2 separate regions of the Pan troglodytes genome follow, and region 1 is linked to region 2. The links are chromatin contacts, called in public capture Hi-C maps. All regions are on one chromosome and are shown on one strand. Each heading gives the region's core, a stretch centred on a gene start, on an enhancer-like site or on the middle of the called end of the contact. The rest is flanking DNA. Distances are from core to core; before and after follow the strand shown. Region 1 has its middle 84 kb from the start of MALT1-AS1. Region 2 overlaps NEDD4L (NEDD4 like E3 ubiquitin protein ligase).

Evidence for each region. Capture Hi-C pulls out chosen DNA fragments and counts their contacts.
Region 1: a capture Hi-C map of stem cell-derived neural stem cells shows a contact between it and region 2, with 2.3 times the contacts expected there. The contact joins two enhancer-like sites. A contact is called at or near these places in 1 of 7 Hi-C or Micro-C datasets (stem cell-derived neural progenitor cells) and 1 of 1 other capture datasets (stem cell-derived neural stem cells).

Annotation. Positions count from the first base shown.
Region 1 is chr17:68,818,417-68,822,371 of NHGRI_mPanTro3-v2.0_pri, forward strand. No RefSeq gene overlaps it. Among named protein-coding and RNA genes, the nearest start is that of MALT1-AS1, 84 kb to the left of the region's middle. Within about 2 kb of position 1,400, at least 3 of the 24 cell types and tissues checked have an H3K27ac peak or open chromatin away from gene starts, as enhancers often do. A contact at or near this core is called in stem cell-derived neural stem cells, where this site is marked.
Region 2 is chr17:68,398,652-68,402,769 of NHGRI_mPanTro3-v2.0_pri, forward strand. It overlaps NEDD4L (NEDD4 like E3 ubiquitin protein ligase), which reads left to right. Exons shown (of 31, transcript XM_001140979.7): 12 at 1,162-1,236; 13 at 2,826-2,885. Among named protein-coding and RNA genes, the nearest start is that of MIR122, 120 kb to the right of the region's middle. Within about 2 kb of position 2,715, at least 1 of the 24 cell types and tissues checked has an H3K27ac peak or open chromatin away from gene starts, as enhancers often do. A contact at or near this core is called in stem cell-derived neural stem cells, where this site is marked.

The sequences.
Region 1 (3,955 bases), core at 150-2,649, 420 kb after region 2:
GGCGTGAGCCACCATGCCCGGCCGGCAGTGTATATCTTCTAAAGTTGCAATTTTTATTCACTCCAGAATCACTTTTCAAAAAGCATGCAGATTTAATGCCACCAGTTTGTGTTATGTATCTATCCCGCAAAACAGCTCTAAAGGTAATTTACTAAAAGATTAACAGCATTTATCTCTGGTGGGATAATTTTTCTTTGCTTGTTTACCTGTATCTTGCAGATTTTACACAGTGAACAATGACTGTATAATTTTAATATACAGATATGCACAATTGTGTAATGTAAATATGCTCAGCTTCAATACATTTGTTTTAAGAACACATTTTTAACTTTTCGTAAGGAGTCTTCAGTTTAGAAGTACAGTGTCATTACAGAGTGCTTATTCTGTTACAAAATTAGTAAAGCTGATTCTGCCTCTAAATCTGAATTCCCACTTTTTTTCATCATGCTTGAGTTTAGTTGATAAATAGCATTTTAGATACTAAAAATGATTGGATGAGTATTTCTACATTAATAAGTTGCTAATTAGGCACCAGGGTAGCAGATGGAATGCCTTTCTGTGTGCTAGGTTTAAACATTTTACACACAGTCTTATTTAAAACAGCCTTGCAGTTTATAGATGAACTGATTGTTAGGCTAACCAGAGGTGTTACTATACCCTCCAGGATAACCCAGCTAGTAAGGGCAGAGCCAGGATGATTCAGACCCAGACCAGAGCGGGGTGTTTTGTCCACAGTACTGCTGCTGCTTATACCATAACAGGAAAAGTACACAACAGTGTCTTAATATTTCATTCTTCCATGAAAAACACTTTTAAAATACTGAAACATTATAGGAGCAGAAGTACATCTCTAAATATACTTTTAGGTCACATTGAAAACATTTCCAAAGGATTTGACCTGAAGTTAATGTTGCTACATTATGCTCAATACAGCAGGCTGTTCTGCTAGGGAAATTGTTAATATTTTAAAAATATTTTCCTAAGCTTTAGTTTTACCACTTCGAAGTCTGTACAGACTGGTTATTTCTACATTACAAAGACAGTGACTCCCTCAAAGGCTGACAGTTTTTATAGTCTGTGTTTATGACATAAACATCTATTCTTGCCAGATGTGGGTTCCTACATTGCCATCTAACCTCAGCATTCTTTATGTTATGCTCCAACTTGGGTAAGCGGCTTTGTTTCCTTCCCAATCTCCTGGTCAGACAGTTGACCTCACATCTTTGTCTAGTGGTTTTCAAACGTCAGAGTAGCCCCTTGTTGGAGCGGCAGCCTTGGGGTTCCCCACTGTTTTCCACATTGCCTTTCCAGGTAAGCTTTGGTCTGCGTTAAACCCCGCCGTTTGCTTTGAGATTCTCCCCCCACACAGCCGTACCCCACACCAGCTGGGCGCCTTTGGGAGACCGCAGCCCTTAGAAAAGGGGAAGAAAAGCTTCCTGACTGCACAGTGAGGGCTGGAGGCGTCTGGCCTGGAGGGAGTCCAGGCCACTGGACTCCACACTGTCAGCCAGTGTGAGCTGCTGGTGACAGGGAAAGGCCATATGAGCAGGTCCTGACCTGCAGTTCGGGCCCCTGGAGCAAACAGCACCAAACTTGGCCCCCAAATCAGCTTTGTCATTCAAGATGTGGCTTGCTAGCAGGTGTTATTAACAAGGCGAAGCACCATGTGGTATCTTCCCATTGGAATCAGTTGTTATTGCTAACTAGGTATTAAGTGTCTGAAAACCTGGTTTTGTACTTTGGCATCACCTGGCCCAGTTATAGCTTTGTGGGGGATACAGTTTCAAGGTGTGCAGTGGCACTCTCACCTGCAAGGGAGAAGTGTGCTTGTTGGGGGAAGGTCAGATAGGGGGTACACAGGGTTGGCATGCTGAGACACGCTCTTCCTGGAAGTATACGTGCAGAAAGCCACATCATAGCCCAAGGCTTTATGAGCACAAAAGGAACACGGGGTGGGGCGGGGAGGGGATCGTCTAGATGAACCTGATGGTTAATGACAGCAGGCTAAGATGAGCCAAATGTCCCTCTCATTGGCCAACCTTGCCAGTGAGGCTGAATGCTTCCAAGCTAAGAGTGAGTCTCTCTGTCCTGGACAGCACTTACAGGACCCTGCCAATGTCTGCTGCCCGAGGTGCTTTCTGACAGTTTGCTTTAGCTACAGTAATTCATTTACTCAGCTCGCAGACTTGCCTTGGAGCCATTCTAGCTATGTAAGCTGACTTCACACTCAGGCCTGACCCACGGTGTGACTCGCAAAATTACCTTTTCTGGCATTTTCGTGTCCTGGCCCCTTGTTGGCAGCATGTGGCCAACACTGGCCACCAAGGTCCAAGCTAGACTGGCCAACAGAGAGTGGAGGGCTGAGGGCTGTGGAAACCACAACCATTATTAGATAGGATTGATTCTGCCTGTAGACTGAAAAGAACGTCACCAAATGATGTCGAGAAGGAGGATAAGGAAGACCATTCCATGATGCTCTGCTCGGCTGAGCTACCCTGTAGGCAGGCCCCTGCTGAGGAGAGGCAGGAGAAGGGATGTCTTCAGGTGAGCCAATGGGAGCAGCTGGCTTTCAAAATGCCACTTAAAAGGGAGGCTGGCTATTGGCCTACACTGCACAGAAGCTTCCTGACCAGATGCCACAGGGCCTGGGGTCACCAGCAAGCCTAGAGCTGAGACTTCCTGAGCCCATCTCCAAATAGATAATCCAAGTGGGGCTGTGAGAGGACAGTGGAGCAGTGCGGGACCTAGTCCTGGAGGACTCACCCGCTCCCCAAAGGGTATGTGATCCATGCCCCAGGCCAGTGCTGCTGGCTGAATGTGAGGAAGCTTGGACTCCATTCCTCAGGAGCCGAGGCACTTCAGCAGGAAGGCTGGGGACCTCTGGGGCCAGCACTAGGGGCAGAGCAATAGACGAGACTAGAGGGCAGAGGGCACGTGGGAGCTAAGCCTGGGAAGATGGGCGGGGAAGCTGCCACAAAGCTGGGTCCAACCCAAAGGCTTCAGGGGCAAGTCTGCCACCCCAGCCAGCATTGGGTTTCTCCAAGTCCCTCTCCTTTCGGGGCTGTGTCATTTACCAATTCCTAAAGGGGACCTCAGAGACTAGCTCACCGGCCATCTCTCTCACTGCATCCTCCCTGGTCCCCTCAACAGGAAGCCACCTAGAGACAGAGAACAGTGCTTTCTGTGTGCATTTCACCCAAAAACGCACACAGAATGGAGACTAAACCATGTGTTGGCATGAATGACTCCTGACAATGACCCCGGATTGCACCAGCCAGACTGGGCTCATCACCTTCCCTGAATGAGAAGGCCCACCTGTGACCTGGCTATTCTAGGACATCACGGGCCATCACGAGCCAATCTGGTTCCCACCCACCCCATTCCACTGGAAGATCAGGTTCATTAATTCACGAGAACAACTCAGAACTCAGAGAAGCCATAACACTCATGGTTATGGTTTATCACAGTGAAAGGCATAGACTCCAATCAGCAAGGGAAGAGCCACGTGCACAGAGGCCGGGAGAGACCAGGCACCCCCTCCATCATCCTCCCCTGGTGGAGTTGCACGGCCAGTGCTTACTCCTCCCAGCAATGATGCGTGCCGAAATACACAAAGTGCTGCCAGCTAGGGCCGCTCACCTGAGCATTGGTGTCCAAGGTTTCTACTGGGGGCTGGTCACTCAGACATGGCTGGCTGCCCAGTTGGCTGATCCTGGTTTCCAGCCCCTGCAGAGGTCAAGCTGATACCACTTGCTCCAAGGGCCCCCCATAGGTCACATTGTTAGCAGAGGCTATCTGGTGGGGCCCAAGGCCCCCAGGTAAATAAACGCACTCTTATCAGGGAGGCAATTCCAAGGGCTTAGAGGTTGCCTCCTGGGAGCTGGGGATAAGGGCCAAACCTCTCCTTGTTCAAGGTTAATCATGACTGCACCCCAGGACACTTGAGCCTCTCTCA
Region 2 (4,118 bases), core at 1,465-3,964:
ACAGTAACCAATGTGGGAAGATGTGAATTGTCCCCCATCCCTACCACAGAGTCTTCTTGTACCATTTACTTATCACAAAATATTAAAAATGAGTAAATACTAGAAACCGATACCATGGATGAACTTGCCGATAAGGAGACTCTGGCTTCTGTGTGTGACCTGCTGCTAATCTTCATTCATATCAATTAGGCTTCATTTAACCACATAGACTAATACAAACAAGTTAGAGGAATATTAAGACACTACACAGTAGATCTTTTTTTTTAAGCTTGATCTCACTATTTTTAATCATTCCTGTCTTTACTACTTGAAGTCCACTTAGAAGCTAAAATTGGCTGAGCATGGAGGCTCACACCTGTAATCCCAGTACTTTGGGAGGCCGAGGTGGGTGAATCATCTGAGGTCAGGAGGTCGAGACAGCCTGACCAATATGGTGAAACCCCATCTCTACTAAAAATACAAAAAATTAGCCAAGTGTGGTGGTGGGGGCTTTTAGTCCCAGCTACTCAGGAGGCTGAGACAAGAGAATCACTGGAACCTGGGAGGCAGAGGTTGCAGTGAGCTGAGATCACGCCACTGCACTCCAGCCTGAGCAATAGAACAAGACTCTATATTTAAAAAAAAAAAAGAGCAGCTAAAATTATAAATACCAGATCTTTCAGAAGTAGGCCAAGATGATGTCTGAGCTCCTCTGAATATAGGATGCAACTGACTCTTTCTCAATTGTAATAATCAATAAATGTTGGGTAGCCACATATCACTATTTCTTCCTCTTTTTCCGTCTATTCACATCACATTAAAATTTACCCTGAGGGTGCATCTTAAAGCAAACTACAAGACTGCTAGCTTCTTTCTGTTTGTAAAGCAGCATTAGAGGGTTGCAAAGTCCTGTTGAGTCTCCTTTCTGAAAGTTTTGGTCTCCTCTTATTTTTGCCACTAATTCTAAGGACCAATCAAAATTCCAGTCTGCTTAACTGAAAATTAAAGTGAAAGATAACTTTTTCAAGGATGACTGTCCTTGTTCTGAAAAGATGTTTCATTTAATTACCTTCTAATATCGAAGAGCGGTGAATATGGTTGAGTGATATATTTGTTAAACCAATGAAAGTTGCTTTTAAGAATATATTTCTTGATGCTTCCTGTCTTTTCCTCTCCTTCCAGCAAAGAGAACCCTCCTCAAGGTTGAGGTCATGCAGTGTCACCGACGCAGTTGCAGAACAGGGCCATCTACCACCGGTAACCCATGCTAATTTCCAGTCATCAATTGACTTTTTGGGCTTTCATTTACAATCATCTGGGCTGCTGCACAAAGAGTTTTTCCTGTGTAAATTTATTTACCATATAAATGAGATGTTTTTAAATTTCCTGGCCAATTGCCCTAGGAAAGTGGATTTCCAATACAGAGAATTGTTACTGCCACCCATCTCTAAAATGCTGGAACCTCCATTGCTTTAGTTTTTCACCCAAATTTATACCAATTTTGATTTGCTCACTTAAACTTCTTGGTACTTTAGTTAGTAATTCCTTTTACCTTATTGAGTTACTATAGTTATGCTCCAGTGATCTGTACTTTGAAAACACATTGAGTCCCTTTAACCAGGAAGAACTCTTCTGGGCGACCGACCGTCCACATGTTCCTTTCCCTTCCTAATGACCTGAAGTCTGAACTCTACAGAGTCTCTGTACCTTCTCTTTAAAGGCAGCTCTGCTCACCAGGAATTGGCTATAATTCTTTCCAACTCTCTCATCATTTTAATAGCTATCAGCAAATGTAGAAGTGTAGGGGATTTTGTAACATCTGATGTATGTAAAAAGAAATATTCAAGTTGGAAGGCAGACTAGAACTGCCTTGAGAGATGTTTGATGTACACATTAAAAATAAGAAATTTTACATAAATTTGTTTCTTCTTTTGGAGGTGAAAATATGTGGTTTTAATGTGTTCAATTTGATATTTTACCTTGACAGTTTTTGTCTGTTGCTACAAAACCTTGATCATTTTTAAGACTAATAATGTATTATGTATGAATTTGAAGGGGGAAAAGTGCATTTAAGGTTTTTGAAATCACAGTGTCTTCCCTCTCATGTATGTTTTTTCTTGACTTCAAAGGATATTTTGGCCTAGGTTTTAATTTTTTATGTTTGAGAAAAAATTAATGAGTATACTAGTCAAGGAAGCAGTCAAAATAATAGAGTCATTTGTGACTTACACTGGAGAGACTTAATAATAAGCTTGATAAGAGCGTCTTTTCTGGGATGGTTTCAGTACAGGGCCCCCAAAAACAAAACAATCAACTGAGATGGACTGGTAGGATCCTTCTCAACCTCATGATCTGTGATTTTCCTTGAACGAATGGCACTTTCTCTCCTTTTCAAAATCAATGTCAATTTTATTTCCCAAAGAACTCACTTTCCTGGAAACTGGTGATTCCTCCCTCTTTCTTTGTACTTTCTGATGCTGTAAACTCACTGATCACCAGTGGCCTCTTGAGTTTTGAGGTTGGGGAGATTTCAGAATCTGCTAATTATTTGACAATGGCAGGCAAAACCAGACCAGCTTTCCATTTTTCTCTAAGGCAGCTCACTCTTTTGAGGTTGTCATTGTTTACCCAGGTCAAGGATGAGCCACCTTGGGTGGCATAGGGGTCACGCTTCCTTTGTGCTACTGGTCATCAGCGACTGCTGGCTTTGTCTGGACAGGGTGGGTTTCAGGGATTCTGATCTCATGTCACCTGCCTTACAGCGCTGCCACAGCAGTGGGCCCTGATTCAGACAGCAGGGGCTCATCCCCTAAGTGCGTTTCACTGATGTAAATTATCATTCACAGCCCAGTGCCCCAGCTGGGAGAGCGCGTTCATCAACTGTCACGGGTGGTGAGGAACCAACGGTAATGATCCACTTTATCAGACATCAATAGCAAGAGGCCGTGAGGCAGTTTTAATATTTCGTGTAGTGGTGAATATACGCTCTTTTTAAAAATAAGATTAGCTCCTTTGTGCTACAGAGCTGCACACGTTTCTTATTTTAAGCTTCTCATTTGGGGATTGTTTAAAGGTACTGGGTAAAATAGAATGATTTTTTTAGTCCCACATAATTTTATTAGGAATACTATCAGGCTTTGGTTAAGTGCATTTAACTTGACCGTTTAGAAGATATTTTTGACTTTTAGTGTTTGTACTCCTGATAAGTTTTTCCATTTCATTAGAATGCTTGGTTAAAATAATTTGGTTGGAAGATCATCAAAGAAGCCACAGGAATTGCATGAGACTGTGTGTGTGATTCCTGGGTGTGCCCAGGGCCCTTCTCTTTTCTGTATCTCCCCTACCACATTTTTCACAGGGGGTTAGACTTTTCTTGTCCCCAGAATGCACCAGTGACCCTTTCTCTGCCACCAGGGGCTCTCCTCACACAATGAACAAGTTTCCGTAATTCCAAGGGAGCATAATTAGGATATGTAAGTGATCTAGAAAAATTTATGTTTCTCTAAGCCAACCATTCTTATTCATTATTTTAAAGAATGTATGGTATTCCTGTTTGTGGGTGACTTAGATTTGTATTTTAATTGCCTGTTTTCTACTTGATCCCTAAAGTTAGGCTAGCTTATAGTTTATGCTTCGCACTGCAATAGCTGTTTAAAGAATTTCCTGGCCGGGCACGGTGGCTCATGCCTGTAATCCCAGCACCTTGGGAGGCCGAGGCAGGTGGATCATGAGGTCAGGAGATCGAGACCATCGTGGCTAACACAGTGAAACCCCGTCTCTACTAAAAGTACAGAAAATTAGCCGGGCGTGGTGGTGAGCGCCTGTAGTCCCAGCTACTCGGGAGGCTGAGGCAGGAGAATGGCGTGAACCTGGGAGGTTGCGGTGAGCTGAGATCGCACCACTGCACTCCAGCCTGGGCGACAGAGCGAGACTCCATCTCAAAAAAAAAAAAAAAGAATTTCCTTATTGTTTCACCTGTGTTGTATTTTGCTGTAACTGCTCATTACTTGTGGATAACTTTACGTATACAATTGCTGATTTTCTAAAGATGTTGATGACTTCAATTTAATGCTCAGCATTGTACAGAGGAAAATCAAACTGGCAACAGTCAGCCCCAGAACACTCAGCTCAGGTTAAGA